2 separate regions of the Gossypium hirsutum genome follow, and region 1 is linked to region 2. Evidence: chromatin contacts called from public Hi-C data. All regions are on one chromosome and are shown on one strand. Each heading gives the region's core, a stretch centred on a gene start, on an enhancer-like site or on the middle of the called end of the contact. The rest is flanking DNA. Distances are from core to core; before and after follow the strand shown. Region 1 has its middle 67 kb from the start of LOC107951932. Region 2 holds the start of LOC107951850 (protein ROOT HAIR DEFECTIVE 3).

Region 1 (3,905 bases), core at 1,191-3,690, 540 kb before region 2:
AAAAGGGAAGGCAGTCGTAGGGAATGATGAAAGCCTTAGGAGGGAGCTATTCGAAAGTTTTCATAGTAGTTCATTGGGAGGTCACTCAAGAGCACACACTACCAAGGTTAGAATGTCCAGACAGATATATTGGAAGGCTCTAGCTAAGGATATAAGGAAATGGGTTAGGAAATGCCCTGTTTGTCAACGGTGCAAGGCAGATTTGGTAGCCTCTCCTGGTCTTTTACAGCCTCTACCCATTCCTCTCGTGTATGGCAAGCTATCAGCATGGATTTCATAGAAGGGTTACCTACTTCCCGCAACAAGAACACCAAATTAGTGATAGTCAATAGACTCACAAAGTATGGGCATTTCATACCCTCTCACACCCTTTCATAGCCATCACTGTCGCCCAAGAATACTTGACACATGTTTATAAGCTACATGGTATTCCTGAGACAATCGTGTCAGATCAGGACAAAATATTTGTGAGCAATTTCTGGCAAGAACTCTTTAGAACGTTGGGGTCTAAACTGTGTTTATCGACAGCATATCATCCCCAAACGAATGGATAGACTGTGGTTCTGAACCGATGCCTAGAAGGCTATCTAAGATGCATGGCTGGTGAATGTCCTAAGGAGTAGGTGCAATGGTTACCCTTAGCTGAATGGTGGTACAACACCACACACCATTCAGCGATTCAAACCACTCCATATGAGGCCTTTTATGGCCAAGTCCCACTCTAAAACTTACCGTATCCAGCTAGTTCTTCTAATGTAGCTACAGTAGATCGAAGCTTGCAAAACAGAGAAGCTATGAGGAGGCTTCTTCACTTTCATTTGAAGAGAGCTCAAGAGAGAATGATACAGCTTGCCAACAAGAAGAGGTCAGATAGGAGTTTTGAAATTAGAGATTGGGTATACCTTAGGTTGCAGCCATACCGACAACACTCACTCCGGAAGCTAAAGAATCACAAATTGTCACCTAAATACTTTGGACCCTTCCTTGTGGAAGCCAAAGTGGGTTCAGTTGCTTACAAACTAACTTTGCCACCGGGATTAAGAATTCACCCTACGTTCCAGGTCTCCCAGCTCAAAAGTTACATCGATAAGACACCACATTCGCCTATGCTGCCTGTAGTAGGGACTGATGGTACCCTCGACAAAGAACCATCAAGAATATTGGAAAGAAGAATGGTTAAGAAGGGCAATCGTGCGACAATAAAGGTGCTGGTTGAATGGTTCAACACCTACCTTGAAGACTCAACATGAGAGGATCTACAAGCATTACAGAAGCGATATCCTAATTTTCATCCTTAAGGACACGGATCCTGTTCGAGAAGGGAGTAACTGATACAGACCAAAATGGAAGGCCATGGTTTCAACTCTGTTTATTTCACACTATTTTTAATTTCTAATTATCATGCGTCAAACGCTGCGTTTGTCTGTTTTGTTTTCTTTAAATGGTGAGTTTTGTCCTGTTTGTATTGACACTATCTGTGTGTTTGTGCTGCACTCTTTTAACCCCGTATCACAGACATGAGGGGTATTATGAAAAATTGAATTATTCTCCCTTCTTGGTTCTCTTATCTCAACTGCTTTCATCTCTTCCTCTCTTAGTTCTTTCTTCTTCATTTCTTGTTCTTCCAGTAACGTTACCGACGGTATCATCTTCCACATTCCAAAACTTAACCAAAATAACTCCTTCTTTTGTCACCACAAAGTTAACCTCCTCTTTTGTGTACCAGATTGACTTGAATACTCGATACATAGCTTCATGATTAACCTTTTCAATGGACAATATTTTTCCTATAGCATAAGCCTCGAAACCCTGGGAAATGTTGGAGCCCGAATTTGTGTAAAAGATCTTTATTCTTTCTTCCTTCAAGGAATTTAATTTTTTTAATAGTCTGTTAAAATCCTATTCTATACTGGCACCCAAAGGAGACCCCAAGAAAGGATGAAAAAGCACAACCTGACTCAGGAAATTGAAAAACCACCACTCGAGATTCAAGAAACATGATGAATACTCCAACAATCTCTTTCATTCATAGAAACAAGAGAGAACACAATGTTTCATTCCATAGCCTGACAAAAGTCAACAGAGGCACAAAGGCACAGAAACAGGGCCAAGACCTAACAACGCTGAAAGCCACAAGAAAAGCTAAGAATCCTAATATAAACATAAAGCCAAAGAAGATAGAATTACACTAGGAAAAAGTACAATTATTTAATATTTATTGTAAAAAAGTCAAAAGATTTATTAATGGCATCCATGTAGAAGATGACAAAGAACCACGCAAGGTTAACGTAAAGAACCATACAAGAACCACATAATTTTTAAAAGAACATAAAAAAATTACTTAGAGAACAACAAAACTTATCAAGAAACTCTATCAACCAGGACCTAGATGCAACTTAGTCGATTCATAGTCATTCACGTACACAACAATCATACTTCCTCGAGCGGCCCGCCACTGTACCTAAAATGAGATCACACCGTTTGTAGGACCCACCCACCACTAACACTACAAAACAACCATCCAATTATCCTAAACAAAAGAATAAAGATGGACTCCACACACCGGAAAACAAGAACCAAATGTCTCGCAATATTTTTTTTAAGGTTTAATAATCTTAATCAAAGTATATAAGGAATTAAAAAGGAAAAGATGAGACCATTTTTAATCATCTTCATCTTTATCACGATAAGGAAAATGAAATTAGGGTTCTAACATTTTTCAAGTTTTGTTCTTTCAATTGGTAAGTGATTTCAAGCTCGTTTCTTATAATTTTTATGTTTTTGAGATTCTGAGAGCTTGGTTTAGCTAGCCTAGAGACTATTTTGAAAAAAAAATAAATTTTATAAAATTTACAATTAATGTATTATTGAAGTTTTTTTTTTTGGTTATTTGGTTAGATTTGAAGTTTAGATATGAAGAAAAAGACTTGATTTGTAAAATAAAAGTTACTAGTTTTGAACTTAGGGACTAAAGTGTAATAATTTTGAATTTTCATGAAATTTTTATAAATATAGGTTTTAATGGGCTATAGGAGGATGGATTTGAGATCAATTTCGAAATCAGATCTCAAATTAGAAAGTTATAACATTTTTTGTTTTATGGACTAAATTGAATAAAATGTAAAACATGAAGTATTATTCGATAGATTAAATTGAAATGTCATATGATTTAGATCGAGATTTACAATAACTAGTGGATATACGAGGAAAATAGAAAATTACTAAATAATCCCTGATGGCTAAACTATTGCTGTTTTTCCAGGTAAGTTCATACAATATAAACAAGTTTAAGTTGTTGTTAAGTTGTGTCTAAATGCATATATATGTTCTATTGAAAGTTTGGATTGTTTATGAATTAGTACATAGTTAGAGGTTGATTTTTTATGATCCCGAGCTCCAGCATTTGTGGTGAACTCGAAGATACATCAGATACAAGTTTAGCTCATATGAGTAACTTGATGTCGTTTTACTAGTTTACCTAGACGGGTAACCTTACATTTATATACAGCCCTACCAAGGCTACCAAGGCTATTTATTGTGTCGATAAAGGTTTAGTCCGGATGGGTAATCTAACACTGATGTATATAATTAGCTCGAACGAGAATTAGATCTGATTTGCACCTGTGTATTTAGTTGTTTTACGATGTTTCATCAAGAACAATAAAAGATAAGAAAGATGGAATTATGATATCTATATGGGCAAATGATGGATATGAAATTCATATAAAGTATGTTGATTTGACCTTGGTACATTGTCATTTAAGTTTCAAAGTATGATTGTAACACCTCAAACCCAGCCTAGACGTTATGGCCAAATCTGGTGTTGTTTCATGATAGTGCTTTTGATATTGTACTTGACGAGTAAAAATCGCTTCAGTTACTTAATCTTTGTTATGATTAAAACG
Region 2 (3,789 bases), core at 403-2,902:
CAAGCAAAAGTAGTTGATGATATATAAAATAATGTAGTTTCAATTTTTGGACAACATATGGAAATGATAGAATGCAAGCTAGCAACAGCACCTCCCCTCGTTCTCTTCCATCAGTACCCTCCAAATCCATTACTAGAGTGCAAGGCTCTATACCAGCACATTTTGCCATCCAAATACCTTTAGTGGTTTGAGACCTGAGAAAAAGCACATTCCATTAGTTCTTTCTGCCAATGGAAACAAATCCAATGTGTTACTACTTATTAGAAAAACGTAAGTTACCTTCCCTTAAATGCATCCATTTCCCTGAAATTGGTGCAAAACAAATGATTTAACAGTGTGCTTTTACCTGTTGAGATCATGGAAAACAAAATAAAACTTTAAATGGAACAATCAGAACTTACACAGCTACCATGATAAAACACCAAAACTAAAATCTTCCATGGCATGTGTTAGAATTTAAAAAAAAAAATTATGCAAGAAAGATATATACAAAACTAAATACAGAAGTTTCCAATAATACCATATGGAAGAAGTTCGTATCAAAGTGAAATATGAAAAATATGCCTTTGTGCAAAGCTGCAGTGACCAAACTCCAAGTTTATCATACTCTCACATGCAACCCAAGTATTTCTAATTAAGTATCATTAAAGAAAATGAGAACAAATAAGCAGCTCAGTATGACCTAGGAATAGGCACCTAAGGACCAAGAAAAGGACAAGTATAAAGCAAGATGTCATTAAGATAACAAAGCATACCGCTGCTCTGAGGTCCCATGATAGCAACCACAGCATATGACAACCCACATTCAGCAAGCTTAATTTCCTTGATAAGGCGGTCAGTTCCAACATCATTGAACAATCCATCTCCATCAATAAGTTGAATTGAATGACATTCCTCAGTCGTGGCTGTGAAGCGAAATGTCCGTATTATGTTTCAGTAAAGAGAATGAAGGTTCCATCAGCAACGTTAAGATTAAAATATCCATATCAATTGATCAAGGAAAATTTAAGAATATCTCAACTAAAAACAGTTAGTATATTCAGTAATTCAGACAGATAAATTTGGCAACTTTAATATCTACGGAGCTGATAAGCAAAATCGGATTTTCTCTTTTTCTTTTTTAGTTTTCTTCAGTTTCCTCAGCAACCAAACATGCAGTATACATAAAATCTATCTATAGACCCGATCCAAACAGAAAAATTAACTTCAGACTACAATACTTTACAGAAACTCTTAAAAAACCTAAAAACCAAGTTTAAATATAAATTTTAACATAAAAGAGATCGCATCGCTCATTAACTAATAGTAAAAGAACAAAATTATTAAGGCGGCGCTGATGCTAAAACGCTCTGGTTCAGTTACATCATAGAAATTAAACAAGAAACAGAAAAATTTTAACTAAACAAAGGAAGAAACGGATCACTTAAAACAGCTATAAACAGAGAGAAAATAATAAGGCAAAACAGAAATGGGAAAAGAAAAGAATAAGATGAGACGATGCGATGCGATGCGAGAACGTACCCATTGAATCTTGTTTGAAATTGATAGCTCAGAAACTGAGGAGATCGATGTCAATGAAAGACAGAGAAAGAGGAGTAAAATAGAGAGAGGCTTTGAAACTTGTCTTGAGTTTACTGCTTTTTTCTTTTCTTTAAAAGTGGGCTGGACTGGGTAATCAAAGACCGCAAAGTAAATAAGTTTAATTTTATCTTTAGTCCCTAAACCTGTTAGATTTCTCAAATTTAGTCCTTTCTTTTTTAATTTCAAGAATTTGATAACTACTTATAATTTGAAAATTAGATTCTAATGTTATTATTTCATTTCTATTAATTTGAGTAGCAGAATTTTAATGTTCAAAAGTATGGTTTGAAAAATTAAATCTCAATTGTAATAATGTATTTAAATTTAACATAATTCAATTAGCAATGGGATAGGTAGTAAAATTTGAAAAGTAAAAGAGAAAAAATTAGACCCACTTCGATAATAATTTTTTTCCTTTTTTATTAAATTTTAAAATTTCTTAATTTCTTAATAGATTAAAAAAAAATCAATACAAATTGAACTCAATGCATGCATCCTCAAATAAGTCTCCATACACCTCCAAACAAGGTGCAAAGATGGAAGCATCTGATTAGTTGTCCAAGACAAAAGGGAAAAGTTTTGGTAGGGAATTGTGTTTGGTTGGGGGGTCAGCTGCACGATCACCGATTCTAGCAGTGCCCATCAGCCGCCCATCCCTTTTTTTGCAAAAAGTGGGCAGTGTGTGATCGGCTGCTTTAACAGTCACTGCGCACGCACTCTAATAACCCAATGTTTCATAGCGGCATGGGTCCAGATGGAACCCACCAGAAACCAAATTTAAAATGAAAAAATGGGTATGGTTAAACCTTATATAAGACAATTAAAAAAAATTTAAACTCGGTACCCAAAGAATATTAAATCTTTTAATTTAATCACTCATCAATTGTGAGTTTTTTAAAGAATTAATAAAATTATTGAAAGACATAAATATTTTTTTTAATAAATTTTGTTGTTTAATTGAGTTGGTCTTATTTAATAATAGTAGAAATAAAGTGAAAATGAGATTGATTTTGTAAGGAAAAAAAAAACATATTATTAATTATGGTTATTAATATATTTATAGTTGTTGTTGCGATAACTTTTCTGATTCATAAAATTTATTTTAAAATTACATATTTACTTATTTGTACACAAATTATAATAAAAAATAAGAATTGTAATAATTTATAATAATTATATAAAAATTGAGATATTAAAGGAATTAAACTTGTTATAATAAATAAATTTTATAACAAGATCAATTGAGTAAAATGTGTTTCTATATAATCTTTCATTCCTTCAACTAAACATCCAAATTTTATATTCCAACCAAATTAACTAAATAATATAATCCCGTATTCCACCCATAATCTTACATTTCCATAATATTATCACACAACATAATCTAATATTTCACAAAACAAATGTACCCTAGTAAATAAATTTGAGATGAAAAATTAATTGTGCAAACATTTTATTATTATTTTTACAAACATTTATTTTAAAGAAATGTCACATCTGAATTATGTAATTTTAGCACCTCTTCTAAATACGCATTTAATTTATGTATTGTTTGATGAATTAAAAAATTAAATGTGTTGAAATTAAATTATAAAATTTGTTTCATAAGTAAGTATTTATTAGAAGTATATTTTTTGATAATGAAAATCTTGAATTACAAAAATTTTTTATTTACATTTTATCATTATTTTTTATATTTTTTTATTATACTTGCAACATCCATTACCCGACTCAATCACTAGGTCAAAGTATCGAGATGTCATATTCGATGCTGAAGCAACTACGATCACTCCAAATCAATTTAATTTTTTTTTCAAGTTGTTAAGCTTAAAATACAATTAAATATGATTTAGACACTTATCTGAGCTTAAAACGAGCTTACGAAAGTTCCCAAGGTTATCAAAGGTCATTTAGGGACCAAATTGCAAAGTCCAAACTTTCAGTGCTCGTTGCGACTTCATGGATTCCATGTTGCGACCTCACTCACTGACTTGAGCTCGTCGCGACTTCATAAGGCCTGACGTCACAACCTCAATCCTGCCACCTTAAATCTTAAGAATTTTTTTTCTTCCTTGCATTAATGGCAACATTTATATGGTATATACCAACCAAATTCAGCCTTGATAACATTCAAACATGCCCAATAAACCATTCAAATATGCCAATTTGAACCTTAAATATCACCTAATTGTACTCAATTCCAAATCA

What was found. A called contact is a pair of places that touch in the nucleus more often than the background predicts.
Region 1: a contact with region 2 is called in a Hi-C map of leaf, with 2.7 times the contacts expected there. The contact joins the enhancer-like site here to the promoter of LOC107951850 in region 2. A contact is called at or near these places in 5 of 34 Hi-C or Micro-C datasets (leaf and petal).

Annotation. Positions count from the first base shown.
Region 1 is chrA02:82,472,781-82,476,685 of Gossypium_hirsutum_v2.1, reverse strand. No RefSeq gene overlaps it. Among protein-coding and RNA genes, the nearest start is that of LOC107951932, 67 kb to the left of the region's middle. Within about 2 kb of position 2,440, at least 9 of the 9 cell types and tissues checked have an H3K27ac peak or open chromatin away from gene starts, as enhancers often do. A contact at or near this core is called in leaf, where this site is marked.
Region 2 is chrA02:81,931,664-81,935,452 of Gossypium_hirsutum_v2.1, reverse strand. LOC107951850 (protein ROOT HAIR DEFECTIVE 3) reads right to left here and starts at 1,652. Exons shown (of 23, transcript XM_016887013.2): 1 at 1,522-1,652; 2 at 756-905; 3 at 280-303; 4 at 92-194. The coding sequence starts at 805.